Regions from separate parts of the Mus musculus genome. Here regions 2 and 3 are each linked to region 1. The links are chromatin contacts, called in public ChIA-PET and Micro-C maps. All regions are on one chromosome and are shown on one strand. Each heading gives the region's core, a stretch centred on a gene start, on an enhancer-like site or on the middle of the called end of the contact. The rest is flanking DNA. Distances are from core to core; before and after follow the strand shown. Region 1 holds the start of Heca (hdc homolog, cell cycle regulator). Region 2 overlaps Ect2l (epithelial cell transforming sequence 2 oncogene-like). Region 3 overlaps Reps1 (RalBP1 associated Eps domain containing protein).

Region 1 (4,060 bases), core at 975-3,474:
AAAATATTTATTTTAATATTTAATAACAATAATCTAATAACTAAAATAATCTTTTGAATGAATAACTAGTAGCTGTTACTCACCAGCCATCTATTATTTGCAATGAGCTTTTATCGACCTTTACATAATAAGCCTTTAAATAACACGAAATGGGAACTTAAAAGTAAAGGGTCACTCTAAGCCTCCCTCAGGAAAATCCTCTAAAGGCCCAGTGTAACCCTCACTGCCCCCCCTCACTCCCTCAAGTGTGTCTATGAGGAAACTGAGGTTCAGAAAAACTGGCCTTTCTCCAGATATCAAAGCTCTAAATGGCTGAGGAAGAGCTGGTATTATGCAGTCTAAGTATCATCTTCTCTGTCACATCAATATCAAAAGGACGGTTAGAGATAAGAAAGCAAGAGCCGGCACAGGCTAGCCAAATAGGCTAGCCAAGTTTTGATAGTACACTATCAAACACTCACAAACGTGTAAGTTTGCTCCTCCTAATAAACAAATCTTCCTATTTCAAAACTGCAGGGGCTCAGCCAGGGGGGGGCCCTTTCCAACAGCCTGTAGTCTATCTCCTATGGGAATCACTGTGGCATTCTTGTAAGTACTGTAGCCCTTTTTATGGGAGACCATCTACATAGAGGATGGCTTTGAAAACTGTTAAGAAGCAAATATAACGATTCTAACGATTCTCATCTACTTACATTAAAATGTACATTTTTTTCCCCTGAAAAACTACCTGAGAAGAAAAAAGTTTAAAAGCTGCCCAAATAAATGTCAGGCATCCTGTGGTAAGAAGGGAAAATCCTGTCACACCTTAGCTATTACCTGCATTCCTCCCTTCTAAAGGATCATTCAAGCGCTCATGAAATTATCAGGGCTTCTTCAGAAAAACAAATGTGAAACAATTATACAAGGGACAGGAAAAGAAAGAAAGAAAGAAAGAAAGAAAGAAAGAAAGAAAGAAAGAAAGAAAGAAAGAAAGAAAGAAAGAGAAAAGAAGGAAAGGAAGAAAAGGAAGAAAAGAGAGAAAGAAAGAGAGAGAAAAAAAAGAAAAAGACACCCAAACACTTCAGGTTGGGAACGGAAGTCAAGTTCAGATTCTCTTCCTTCCTCGAGCAAGACAAGAGAATTAAATGAACACCACACACACACACACACACACACACACACACACACACACACACTCTCTCTCTCTCTCTCTCTCTCTCTCTCTCTCTCTCTCTCTCTCTCTCTCTCTCTCTCTCTCTCCACCTGTGGCAATCAGGCAACAGGCCTACATCTGCTGGGAATTGCAGCTTTTCTTCTTTGGGGGCAATGGTGGGTGGGTGGGTCGCGGTGAGCAGGGAAGTTTCCAATCGGATCATTCTAACTTGGGCTCCTTTTCCTGCTTGCCCGCTGCCTCGCTCCCACCAACCCGGGACATTTCAGACTCAGCCCGCGCGGGCACCACGGGGAGCAGGCACCAACCGGAGCGCCGCCGCGGGGCCCGCAGCCCCGGTCCACGCCGCTCCGCGTGGGGACCACGAAAGGAAAGGCAGCGCGGGGCGGTGGGGCGGGGCGAGCACTTCCTGACTCGCATTGTCCACGCGCCGCCCGCGCCACCCAGGGCCCCGCCACCGCGCCCGCCCGCCCGTCGGTGAGGAAGTTGGCGCTCGCCCCGCCGCTGTCGTCTTACCATTCTTAGCGTCTCCCGCGGCTGCAGCCCCCGCAGCGACGGTGGCGTTGGCGGCGCCCGTGCCCGCACCTCCCGGGCCCGCCGCGCCGCCGGTGCCCACCGCGCCGGGCGACGCCGCCCCGCAGCCCGCCGCCGCCGCCGCCAGGGCCCCTCCGGCCGCCGCGCCTGTCGCACCCGCCGCCGCCAAGGCCCCGGCTCCATTTTCCTGCTCGTCCCCGCTGCTGTTGGCGCGCTTGTTTTTGCGGCCGCCTTTGCTGTTCTTGGGGTTGGGCATCTCCCCGGCCCGCTCGCGGGTGTCCCGGTCCCCGGCGCCCACGAAGGCGGCTCCCCCGCCGCACCGGGGCGGCCACGGAGAGCGCGGGCCGGCCGCTCTTCCTCAGGCGCCCGCCCCGCCGCGCGGCCCTCGCCGCGACATTCCGGCCGCCGCGCCCTCCGCGGCAGAAGCCGGCGCGGCCACGCGCGGCCACCCGAGGCTCGCAGCCGCGCGGGCGCAACGGGCCCCCGAGCAGAGCGAGACGCGGAGGAGCCCGAGGGAAAAGGCGGGTCTCGGGCTTGTTTTGATTCGGCTGCGCTGACACGCTCCAGGCCCGCCCCCGCCCGTGACGACACTGGGGCTTGAGCCCGGCCCCGCCCACCCAGTGACCTCACGGCAACTCGCTCCGCCCCCGTGACGTCACGCTCGGCGCTCAGCCCTCGGCTCTGGGTGACGTCATCCAGGCGCCTTCTTGGGAGAGGGAGGCTGGCGGGCTTCCCGCGTGTGCTGACAGCCACGACTGGGAGCCAGGCAGTGTTCGTGAAGTTGTTAACTGGCCTTCTGACCTTACTGGAGCTAAACCTGACAACGTGGTCTGGAAAAACAAACAGGTGACTAGAACAGGAGAGCAAAACAAAGGGTTTCGGATTAATAATTCGCTCAATGGCTCTGCGGCTCAACAATGGTAAGATAGGAGTTTCTGGAGAGTGCAGTTGAGCTCCTGTATGGGAATTCTTCAGTCTCGTGGTGGAAAGCTTATTTAGCCCAGACCTACCAACCAGAGACCCAAGGGTTCTGTCGGTTCTGTCAGAAGCAGAGCCAGCCAGGAGGAGCCAGGCTGCACAAAGAAGACTGAGTTGTCTGGAGAGAACGGCCGGGTTGTGAGGAGGACATCAGAGGTGAAGAAGTGAGGGCACAGCCATGCTCAGCAGTAGATGGCCAACACAAAAGAGACTCAGTTGAATCTTAAGAGGTTCTTTGTCTCAGAATGTTTTGTCAGGGATATATATATATATATGTGTAATCTTTTTAGGTCTTTTGTATAGACATATGGCTTCCAGTTTTCTGTTTTTTGTGGAATTCCTCACTGAACGAATACATCTATATGACTTTCTCATGCTTTTTCATTTGTTTGTTTTGTCCTATATTGTGTGTTTGTTTTCATCTTATCTATTTTATTATTATTTAGATGCATATTTGTTTTCTAAGAAGAGGCAGGAAAGCTGTGGATTCGGCTGGGAAGGGAGGTGGAGAGGATCTTGGCAGAGCTGGAGAAGGGGAAAGAAGAGCAGAATATAGTGTATTAAAAATCTATTATTAAAGAAGAAAAACGGAAAGAAAGAAAAAGAGATGAGAGCACAGGGTTCCTGGGAAGAGTTTGATGTAATCTCCTTTTCTGCACTCTCTTCTGCCCCTTTCAAAGACCCGCTCCTTTCCACCCTTCTGATCTCAGCTCATTTCTTCAGAATGATCCCATACCTTACCAGAAGAGCTGTCCCGAGTATCACAGTTTATTTCTCCTGTCTACCTCTGATTACGTTGGCAATGTATATGCTTAAATAATTTTCCTCTGTTCCCTCGCATGAAACAGCCATATTTTTATCTTGGGTGCCGTAAGAAACAACTGAACTGATCTTGGTGAATGTATAAATGACATTCTTGATCCATGACTACAGAAAAACACTGAACTCGTTTACAGTGTCTTCTTCCTATGGCGTGATCTTTAATCGACTGGACTGTTGAGGCAAGGCACTGTGGCTAGGTTGAAGGGTCTAGAAAGATGGCCAAGGAATTGCTCAGAGAAGAGCCATCCACATGACTTCCTAGCCAGGATTCTGATGGGCAGAGCCTGGAGCAACACTGTATTCTTGAGAGCAATTGCTAGTTGGACGCAGTACACTATATGTTAAAGGAAAGTAATTCTTTAGAAGGCCCAAATGATAGCTAAGATAGATAGGGAAGGAAGGAGGGAGAGGTGGAAGAGAGATGTGTGTGCTGGAGATTAGTATCAGGTGTCTTCCTTTATTCCTCTCCACCTTATTTTTTGGAGGCAGGGTCTCTTATGGACCTGGAGCTCACGGACATATTAGATGACCAGCTGGTGAGTTCCAGGGATCCACTTTTCTCTGCCTCCCAGCTCT
Region 2 (4,060 bases), core at 646-3,145, 250 kb after region 1:
TCAATTTCTTCCCCTGCAGACACACTGAGGGTATGTAAGGAGCCAAGATTGCCGAAGGCAATACTAAAGGCAGAGAAAGAGAGAAACCAAACTCCAGCTTTACTACTGGAACCAGGCTTCAACTGCAACCAGATCTATCCCTGGAATTTTCAGTGATGCGGGAATAAAGTCTCCTTAATTATTCCAATCAAGTTTAGGGCCATCTACATAATGAAGTATATTCTAAAAACCAACAAGTAACCTCAACACTGTGGGATGCAAAAGGCACTTACAAAGCCAGGGCAGCAGTGTAGCCAGCGTTCACGCCTCCAGGAAGGAAGAGATCAGCAGGCAGAAGGGGCCTTGGGGCCCCGCAGAGCCTTCTACTGTGTGTTGTCCTTGGCTGTGCACCAGATCACCTGGGGAACTTGGTGACAACCGTTTCCTCAACGCTATTCCAGGCTGCTTGAGCCAAAGTGGCTATCAAGGCTCACGATCTGTGCTTTACAAACTTCAGTCTGATGGGACACACTTGTTCAGTGTTTGCGGACCTGACTCCCATGGACGAAGCAGCAGCCATTAGGGCAGATTCTGCTGCTGCTGCTGTCAAGTTAGAAGCACAGAATAAGCACGTGGTCGTTTTAGGAAAGCTCGTAGCTCTGATGAACTCCTTGGACAACGTGTGTGGGTCTGATGGGCTCTTTCACATCTGTGTGACTGCTAAATGCTTTTTGCCTCATTCTGGAGAGCTCAGATGACCCAAGACAACTTAGACTCCCTAATCAGGGCAGCTTCAAAACTTAGGACTCGATGATGTCATCACGGGGCCAGGATTCCTACATTTCAACTTTGTCATCCTCAACCTGTGCTCCTCCGTCTTGTCCCCTGAAATGTTTTCCCCAAGGACTAATTTGAGCAATAAATCTTCACACAACAGAGACCATGGGGTGGGAGAGGGCCCATGCACATCCTTACGCTCCTGCTAAAGTATAAGATGGGGGGGGGGAAGCACCCCGAGAAACTCTGCAGACATTGCTAACATCTCTTGGGCAGAATTACTGTCAAAAGGGCCTCTCTTCCACCAAACACTCTCAGGAATGAATTCAATCCAATCCTGAGATGCCTTCAACCTTCAGGCCCCTGGGTGTGCAGTAATCAGCAATACTCGGGCATTTAATACCAGAGTGGGATTGTGGGCAGAGAAAAGAGAAACAACAGAATGGCTCTGGTGGGAAGGTAATGAAGTATGTAAAGCCTCGGTGGAAATGGAGAAGAGACAAGGGACGATTTCCGTAGCAGAATTTTCCCTGTCCTATCACTGTATATATTAGTACAACAAGAAGCCTGTGATTGGACATGGAAAAGAGACATAAGAGTTGCAGAGACAGAGAAGGAGGAGACAGGTAGAGGAAGGAAGGAAGATGGAGCAGGAGGAAGACGATCCAGATTCTGTGTGGCTTTAAGTAGCCACAGGTAGCTGTGACTATAAGAGGAGGATAGAATAACTGGGGTAATTTGTCTAATCTAGGTGGACCGCTTGTATCATTAATTGTCTCTGAAATTACTGTGTGGGCATCTTGTGAATTGAGAATGTATTGATATATAAATCTGACTGATTCATTATAAGATTCTAGAGTTTTGATTTACTGGGTTACTGGAATTTGGGACCATCAGCCACAGGGGTTTATGGCTGAGAAGGTACAGGAGGCTAGGAGGCTGGCAAACTGAAGAAGGGAAGACTGCCTAGCTAGAGGCGGCTCGAGACCACAGGGCGGAGAGTAGCTGGGTGTAGCTCGGGAACTTGCCATTCTTTTAAATATTTCCCACAACAGTTTCCTGCCTTCCACATCAATCACACTCTCCTGTACACTGGAGATGTACTGCGGCTAGCTCTCGACATAAGAGCAGTTTAGACAAACAAGGTACCGTAGGTGATAACATCACGTGTGTGGTGGTTCTACGTGATTCAGGGAGACTTTAAACACAATAGAACTGAGCCACTGAGAATGTAGGGACTGAGAACTTCCATGCAAGACTTGCTTAACACGTCCACTGGTCTCCACCTCTCCCCCTACACGACAGCTTCAGGAGTCTGGTTTCCCCTTTGCTTTTAAACTTAACCATTTCTTGTTTGGGAGGAGCCTAGAGAGATGGCTCAGTGGTTAAGGGCTCTGAGTGCTTTTACAAAGGGACAGGCTCTGTTCCCAGCACCTACGTGGTGACTCACAAATGCCTGTAACTCCAGTCCCAGAAGATTCAATACCCTCTTGGGACCTCTGAAGGCAATACACATTTGTAGTACACAAACATATATGCAGGTAAACATACCCATATATATATAAAATAAATATAGATAAATAAACTTGCAGGTTTTTTAATAGCTTCATCAATCCCTACAAAACGTCTCAGCCGTGAATGAGGATATTTTATGATTGCTCTAATGGTGTAGAGCGTTGGCGGATGCTCAGAACATGGTCCTTAGTGGGAAGGAAGAGACAAAATGACCCAAACTTCCAGACTCTCTGCCTGTCCAGATACAATAGTTGGCAGTACAGAGGTACGCCTTGTCTCTGAACACTGCCTGCTCCTTTTCTGACAAAGTTCTACCTTCTCAGCTCCCGAGCCTTCTCCTTTGTCCATCTGGGTGGGCTCCTTGGTAGAATCTAGTCTTAGCAAAGAACATTGCTAAGTCATTTCAGAACAAATCCCAACGCTTGATACTTGATCACCCTGGAAATCTGATCGGGTTCCTGATCCTTCGGTGTTTGGAGGAAGAGGGGAGGGAAGGTGTCTGATCTTCTGCCTGTCTCCAGCAGGAGCCTGCTAGCTTCGTTTAGACAGAATCCCCTCGCCTCATGGTGATTTCCAGCCACTCTGCTCTGTCCTTGGCTAGAATTTTTACCTTGCCCATGTCTTCAGTTCAAGTCGCATCCTTCCCTGGTGACAAAGCCCACAGCAGTGATGGCGCTAGCAAGGTCCTGAAGAGTCTGTTCTCGTTCTGCTTTGGTGTTATACCATCCCTGGGCGATGCTTGTTCTTAAAACAACGTCCCATTGCCACGTGCAAATGCTCTCCTTTAAAATGAGTTTCCAAACTCAAGGAGATGCTGCTGCGCTGGGCTCTAATTGAAGCTGGAAGTATGTTGTCTCTGAAAAACTTCACAGCCAGGTTTCTTGACAGACTACACCAAGTGAGATTTCCTCACCCAACGGCTTGCAGGGGCCACACGGAAAGAGTAAGTGAGTGGATTAGAGAGGACATGGGTGTTCTTAGTATACAGGGATGCGTGCGTTGTCCTGCCCCTGCCCACCCCCACGTCCATTCTGCTCTGGTGAAGACGGGTGACCAGACGTAAGATCTCTTGGGTTACTCGTGACCTTCCTTCTTTCTTCTGTCCCTCCCCTCCCCCACCGCCCGAAAACGCAGTTGCATGAATGTTGCCACACCCACCCAAGAAGGCTACAAGTTTAAACTTCTCCAATTCTGGAATGAAAGGCCTTTGTAAGAAGGCAACGCAGCAGCAGACGCAGCTGTGCAGAAGCAATTTAAAACCGGTCTCACCAGTGCAGCAAGGAGAGCAATTCACAGCCCTCGAAGGTGTCTCCAAGTGTGACAGAGACAAACAGCCCAGCGGCCTTCAAAGGTCAATTTAGTCAAGCAGGTGGGGGGGGGGGGGGAGGAGGGGGCGGGGCAGAAAAGTAGACACCAGCAGGAACCTTGAGGCCTGCTGAAACATGAGTGTCATGTCCTGGAGAAACTTCATAAGGGAGGGATAAAGACACTTCCTGTTAAAAGGAGGAAGACTGGCCAGAGGGATGGTTTAAGAAGCTAAATAAATAAATAAAATCTTAGTGATTATAAAATTCCTTTAAAAATCATTCTAGGAGCCGGGCATGGTGGCGCACACCTTTTATCCCAGCACTCAGGAGGCAGAGGCAGGCAGATTTCTGAATTCGAGGCCAGCCTGGTCTACAAAGTGAGTTCCAGGACAGCCAGGGCTAGACAGAGAAACCCTGTCTCGAAAAACAATAAATAAATAAATAAATAAATAAATAATCACTCTAGGGCTGGAGAGATGGCT
Region 3 (4,060 bases), core at 703-3,202, 140 kb after region 1:
AGGTAGACTTGTGGACTGAAAGATGGAGCTCAGAAAGGACAGGGCTGACCTGACAGCTGCTGAGCTTGCTGGGCTGGGTGTCCTCCGTGGGAAAGCTGGGAAGTGGAGTGGATCTCCATGGTGGTAGGAGGGGTGTTGATGGGGAGGTCCCTACCTCATCTTCTTGAGACATAATTTCATCTCATAATTTGAAATTCTCTATACCAGTGTAGAGATAGTAGTTGAATGACTACAGTGGTTAATGTGGATCCTTGAGCACTTCCATGTTTTAAGGAAAAGTAGTTTGATGTTAATATTGACTTTCTTGCCTTGCCTTCCAGGTGCTGGGATTAGAGGTTTGTACCACCTACACCCAGCTCTGGAAAAACTATCATTGTAATAAAATTATGTACATCTTTTGACTTCATTGTTGTAAGATTGGTGCTTATTGTTTTTAAATATGAACATGAAACTTGAGGGAATTGGTTATTACTTGAGATAGTAGAGAAATATAGAAACAAATAGGATAGTTACTTACTGTTGGACAAAGAATTTTTGCCATAAGTCTTAATGTAAATGCTGTATTCTTTTGTAGATCATGGAGCTTTGTGGTGCAACAAGACTTGGTTATTTTGGAAGAAGTCAGTTCTACATTGCTTTGAAGCTTGTAGCTGTTGCCCAGTCTGGTTTTCCATTAAGAGTGGAAAGTATAAACACTGGTAAATATGTAATACATAACTAACTAAAATGATAATATTTTTCTAATTACAGATGAAGCCAAATTCATGGTGCTTATTAGTTTTTCTGATATTATAGTGGCCTTTGTGACTTTGAAGTGTCATGACATTATTAATATGTGAAAATATTAGAAAAACATATCTATATATCTGTTATGCTGAAGAATATGCTTAACCTACCAATGTATGTCATGCTTTTTAAATTTTAGTTTTAGTTTTATGTATTTTATTGTATGAATGTTTGGACTCCATGTATGTCCATGCACTATGACTGTGCCTGGTGCCTATGGCAATCTGAAGAGGGCATTGGAGCTTCTGGAACTAGAGTCAAGGTCAATTGTGAGCCACCATGTAGGTGCTGTGAATCAATCTAGGGTCCTCTGAAAAAGCAGCAAGTGTCCAAACTGTATTCCAGCCTCTTCCATTTTCTAGCCTCCTCAGTGATCCGTATTTGATGGCAGTAGTAAAACAACTGTTCACTAAATAATATCCTCCATATATAGCTTCTTTATTATTTTATACTTTGTGTGTGTGTGTGAATATAGGGCCTTACCCATGCAAGTCAAGTGTTTTCTGTAACCCCACTCTTCGTTTGTTTTGAGACAGTGTCTCACCAAGTTGCCCAGGCTGACCTTGAACTCATTCTGTAGCCTAGGCTGGCCTTTAGTTTGCTGCTCTTCTGTCTCAGCATCCCAAGCGGGTGGCATTATAGGACTGAGCCACGCAGCCTCTTTTCTTATTTTATATCTGCTGTTTAAGAAATATAAATGTTTTGTTTAAGAAAACTCCACTTTAATTCAGAAAACATTAACAAAACTCTGGTTAGAGAGTTGGCAAGAAGGCTTATTAGCCAGTAAAAGTGTTGATAACTGGTAGTAGAAATATTTAAAACCTAGGTTGGGGTTTCTAGCCCACCTTTTGTTATTGAGTTCCCAGATGAAAGACACACAGCCTTTGTATTTACAGTAAGTCCTAAACAGCACAATAGCTGGGCAGCTGCCTGCTGTCCTCCATGCTGTTAGAATCTTTCCTTGTTACTATTCACTGTTTTGTATCGGGGCTGCTCTTAATTCCAATTGGGCAGCCCTCAGGACCTCACTCTCTTGACCCTTAACCCATGGCAGCTTCTTCCTCCTCTACTGCACCTTCTTCCTCATGATCCTCCTCTCTCCCCAAACCCATGAAACCTAAACCTCTCCTTTGATCCTTCTGCCCAGCTATTGGCTGTTAGCATCTTTATTCACCAATCAGAATTAACTTGGGGGCAGGGTCATAGGGGCTATGTGCAGACTCCTGGTCTTGGGGGCCTGCACTTAGCATTACAATAGAGAGTAAAAGACAAAACCTCCACAACCTGTTTGAAACCCTTGGACCTATGTGGTAGAAGGAAGGAACAGACTCCTGAAGTGCCCTTTGACCTTTCCATGTGCACTGTTGTGTTCAAGTATGTGTAGACACACATGGGTGGGGGAGAGAATAAGTGTGTATGTCTATGTGTAAGTGTGTATGTATAGACACAAATGGTAGGGGCCGGGAGAATGAATATGTGAGTGTCTTAAAAACAGAACAAAACCAGTCAGTTTCTGATTAAGAGAGATATTAATGCAGTATTAGCAGACTAAAACTTCATTGCCCACCTTACAATGTTTGCCTTAAATAATTCACCTTTTTCTGTTATTAGAGACTTGCTGATGTCAAGGAAAACAAACATTGTAAAAAGAGAGATGCCTAAGTGTAGTTTTATACTTTCCATGGAGAAGGGGAAAAGAGAAAGTATGACTATTCAGATACTTTAGTCAGTCTTGCTGTGTAGGGTAGGCTGGCCTCAAACTCGGGCCCTGGAACTCCTGTATGCTGATGTTAAAGGTGTTTACTAACAGGCCTGACAAATGGATATAGTTTAAAATATTAGCTTAGCTTCCTGTCACCTGGAAGTTTTCACCATGGTCCTCAGGCTTATTCTGCTATGTTCTTGTATTGAAAGCATAAATTCTTTTCAGAGAACTTTGGGTTCTTCACATACACACTAGTTATGCTTAACAGTCCTAGTCCTTCCGATGAGACTGTAGAGAAGCAGAGAGCCATGCCTGAGAAACGGATGTCTTTACTCCTAACATGCAGGCGGAGGCAGACAGAGTTCTGTGAGTTTAAGACAAGCCTGGTCTGGCAAGTTCCAGGCTAGCCAAGACTACTTAGTGAACTGAAATGAAAGTGAAATGAAACGAGCTGGGGTGAAGGTAATTATGTTGGCCAAAAGTATACTTTGCTCTGAAAATGATTCTGTAGTTGTATTGTTCTAGAGGAGTATGGTTAGCCTTTAGACACAGCATCGGTTTTTTATCCTTTATTCAAAATTTATTGGCAGCAAGAGAGTGATGAGCCAGACTGAAATGGGTAGTAGAATGCTGTGTGCTCAGCTGGGCATGGTGGTGGGCACCCAAGGAATTTTAATCTGCATTATGCTAGTCTCAAAGTTAGGAGCCTCAGCTATCCTTCAGTCAGGTCTATGAATCTTACTAAAAACACCTAGTACAAGCAGCCTGCGTTCAGACTCTTCTGCTCTAGCCATCTCCAACTCTAGGTTCTTTGTAAGTAGGAACTTAGCAGGACTTGATGCCGTTCTCCACTCGTGCACACGCTGCTCACACAGAGACATTGTACATAGCTCCCGTGTGCCACCCCTCAAAAAACAGCCTTGTTTTATCATGTCTTCAAGGTAAGCTGCTTTCCACAATGTTCCAAAAAATAAAATGATCTAAATTTAGTAGTGATAGGCATTTCTAATATCTAATTCACCTCTTATTTCACCTTTTCATATGGGCGCCTTTTCAATTTTAAATTAATACAGATTAAAAATTCAAATATCTTTTTTGTTTGTTAGTTATTGGAGACAGGTTTTCTCTGTGTAGCCCTGGCTGTCCTGGAACTCACTCTGTAGACCAGGCTAGCCTGGAACTCAGAAATCCGCCTGCCTCTGCCTCCCGAGTGCTGGGATTAAAGGCGTGCGCCCCCGCTGCCCATTGGAAAATTCAAATATCTTGAGTTCCAGCATTATGTTCAAAAGGTTTAGATCTTCTCAGATTTGTTTTTTTTTTTTTTTTGTTCTTTGTTATTGTTGTTTTATTAGGGATGTCAGCTTGTAAAGTCCATACCAATATTCCAGATTTTTTATAAACTCTGAAGTTTGAAACAATTTTGTGTCCAACTATTTCAGGTAAGAAATACTGACCATATAACTATTTTTGTGGTTAACAGTAAAGGATCTCCCTCTCCCACGATTTGTTGCTTCAAAGAATGAACAGGAATCTCGCCTTGCAGCCTCCTATTCTTCAGATTCTGAAAAC

What was found. Hi-C and Micro-C count contacts between places; a contact is called where the count stands out from the background. ChIA-PET counts read pairs in DNA pulled down with a chosen protein or histone mark.
Region 2: a contact with region 1 is called in an RNA polymerase II ChIA-PET map of memory CD8 T cells, with 132 read pairs. The contact joins the enhancer-like site here to the promoter of Heca in region 1. A contact is called at or near these places in 9 of 39 promoter capture datasets (the 3T3-L1 cell line, 3T3-L1-derived adipocytes, the C10 cell line and 5 more), 16 of 484 Hi-C or Micro-C datasets (CD4 T cells, CD8 T cells, CD8 central memory T cells and 8 more), 6 of 115 datasets of contacts at active chromatin or transcription factors (bone marrow-derived macrophages, effector CD8 T cells, embryonic forebrain and 3 more) and 3 of 9 other capture datasets (adipose tissue, embryonic stem cells and liver).
Region 3: a contact with region 1 is called in a Micro-C map of embryonic stem cells, with 2.8 times the contacts expected there. The contact joins the enhancer-like site here to the promoter of Heca in region 1. A contact is called at or near these places in 3 of 39 promoter capture datasets (the 3T3-L1 cell line, 3T3-L1-derived adipocytes and hippocampal neurons), 1 of 484 Hi-C or Micro-C datasets (embryonic stem cells) and 3 of 9 other capture datasets (adipose tissue, liver and pancreatic islet).

What each region holds. Positions count from the first base shown.
Region 1 is chr10:17,945,843-17,949,902 of GRCm38.p6, forward strand. It overlaps Heca (hdc homolog, cell cycle regulator), which reads right to left and starts at 2,225. Exons shown (of 4, transcript NM_001033432.3): 1 at 1,667-2,225. The coding sequence starts at 1,940.
Region 2 is chr10:18,191,511-18,195,570 of GRCm38.p6, forward strand. The region is part of intron 3 of Ect2l (epithelial cell transforming sequence 2 oncogene-like); the gene reads right to left. Among named protein-coding and RNA genes, the nearest start is that of Ect2l, 17 kb to the right of the region's middle. Within about 2 kb of position 1,896, at least 44 of the 459 cell types and tissues checked have an H3K27ac peak or open chromatin away from gene starts, as enhancers often do. A contact at or near this core is called in CD8 T cells, CD8 central memory T cells, effector CD8 T cells and 3 more, where this site is marked.
Region 3 is chr10:18,088,874-18,092,933 of GRCm38.p6, forward strand. Reps1 (RalBP1 associated Eps domain containing protein) reads left to right here. Exons shown (of 20, transcript NM_009048.2): 2 at 575-698; 3 at 3,972-4,060. Among named protein-coding and RNA genes, the nearest start is that of Reps1, 35 kb to the left of the region's middle. Within about 2 kb of position 1,953, at least 12 of the 459 cell types and tissues checked have an H3K27ac peak or open chromatin away from gene starts, as enhancers often do. A contact at or near this core is called in embryonic stem cells, where this site is marked.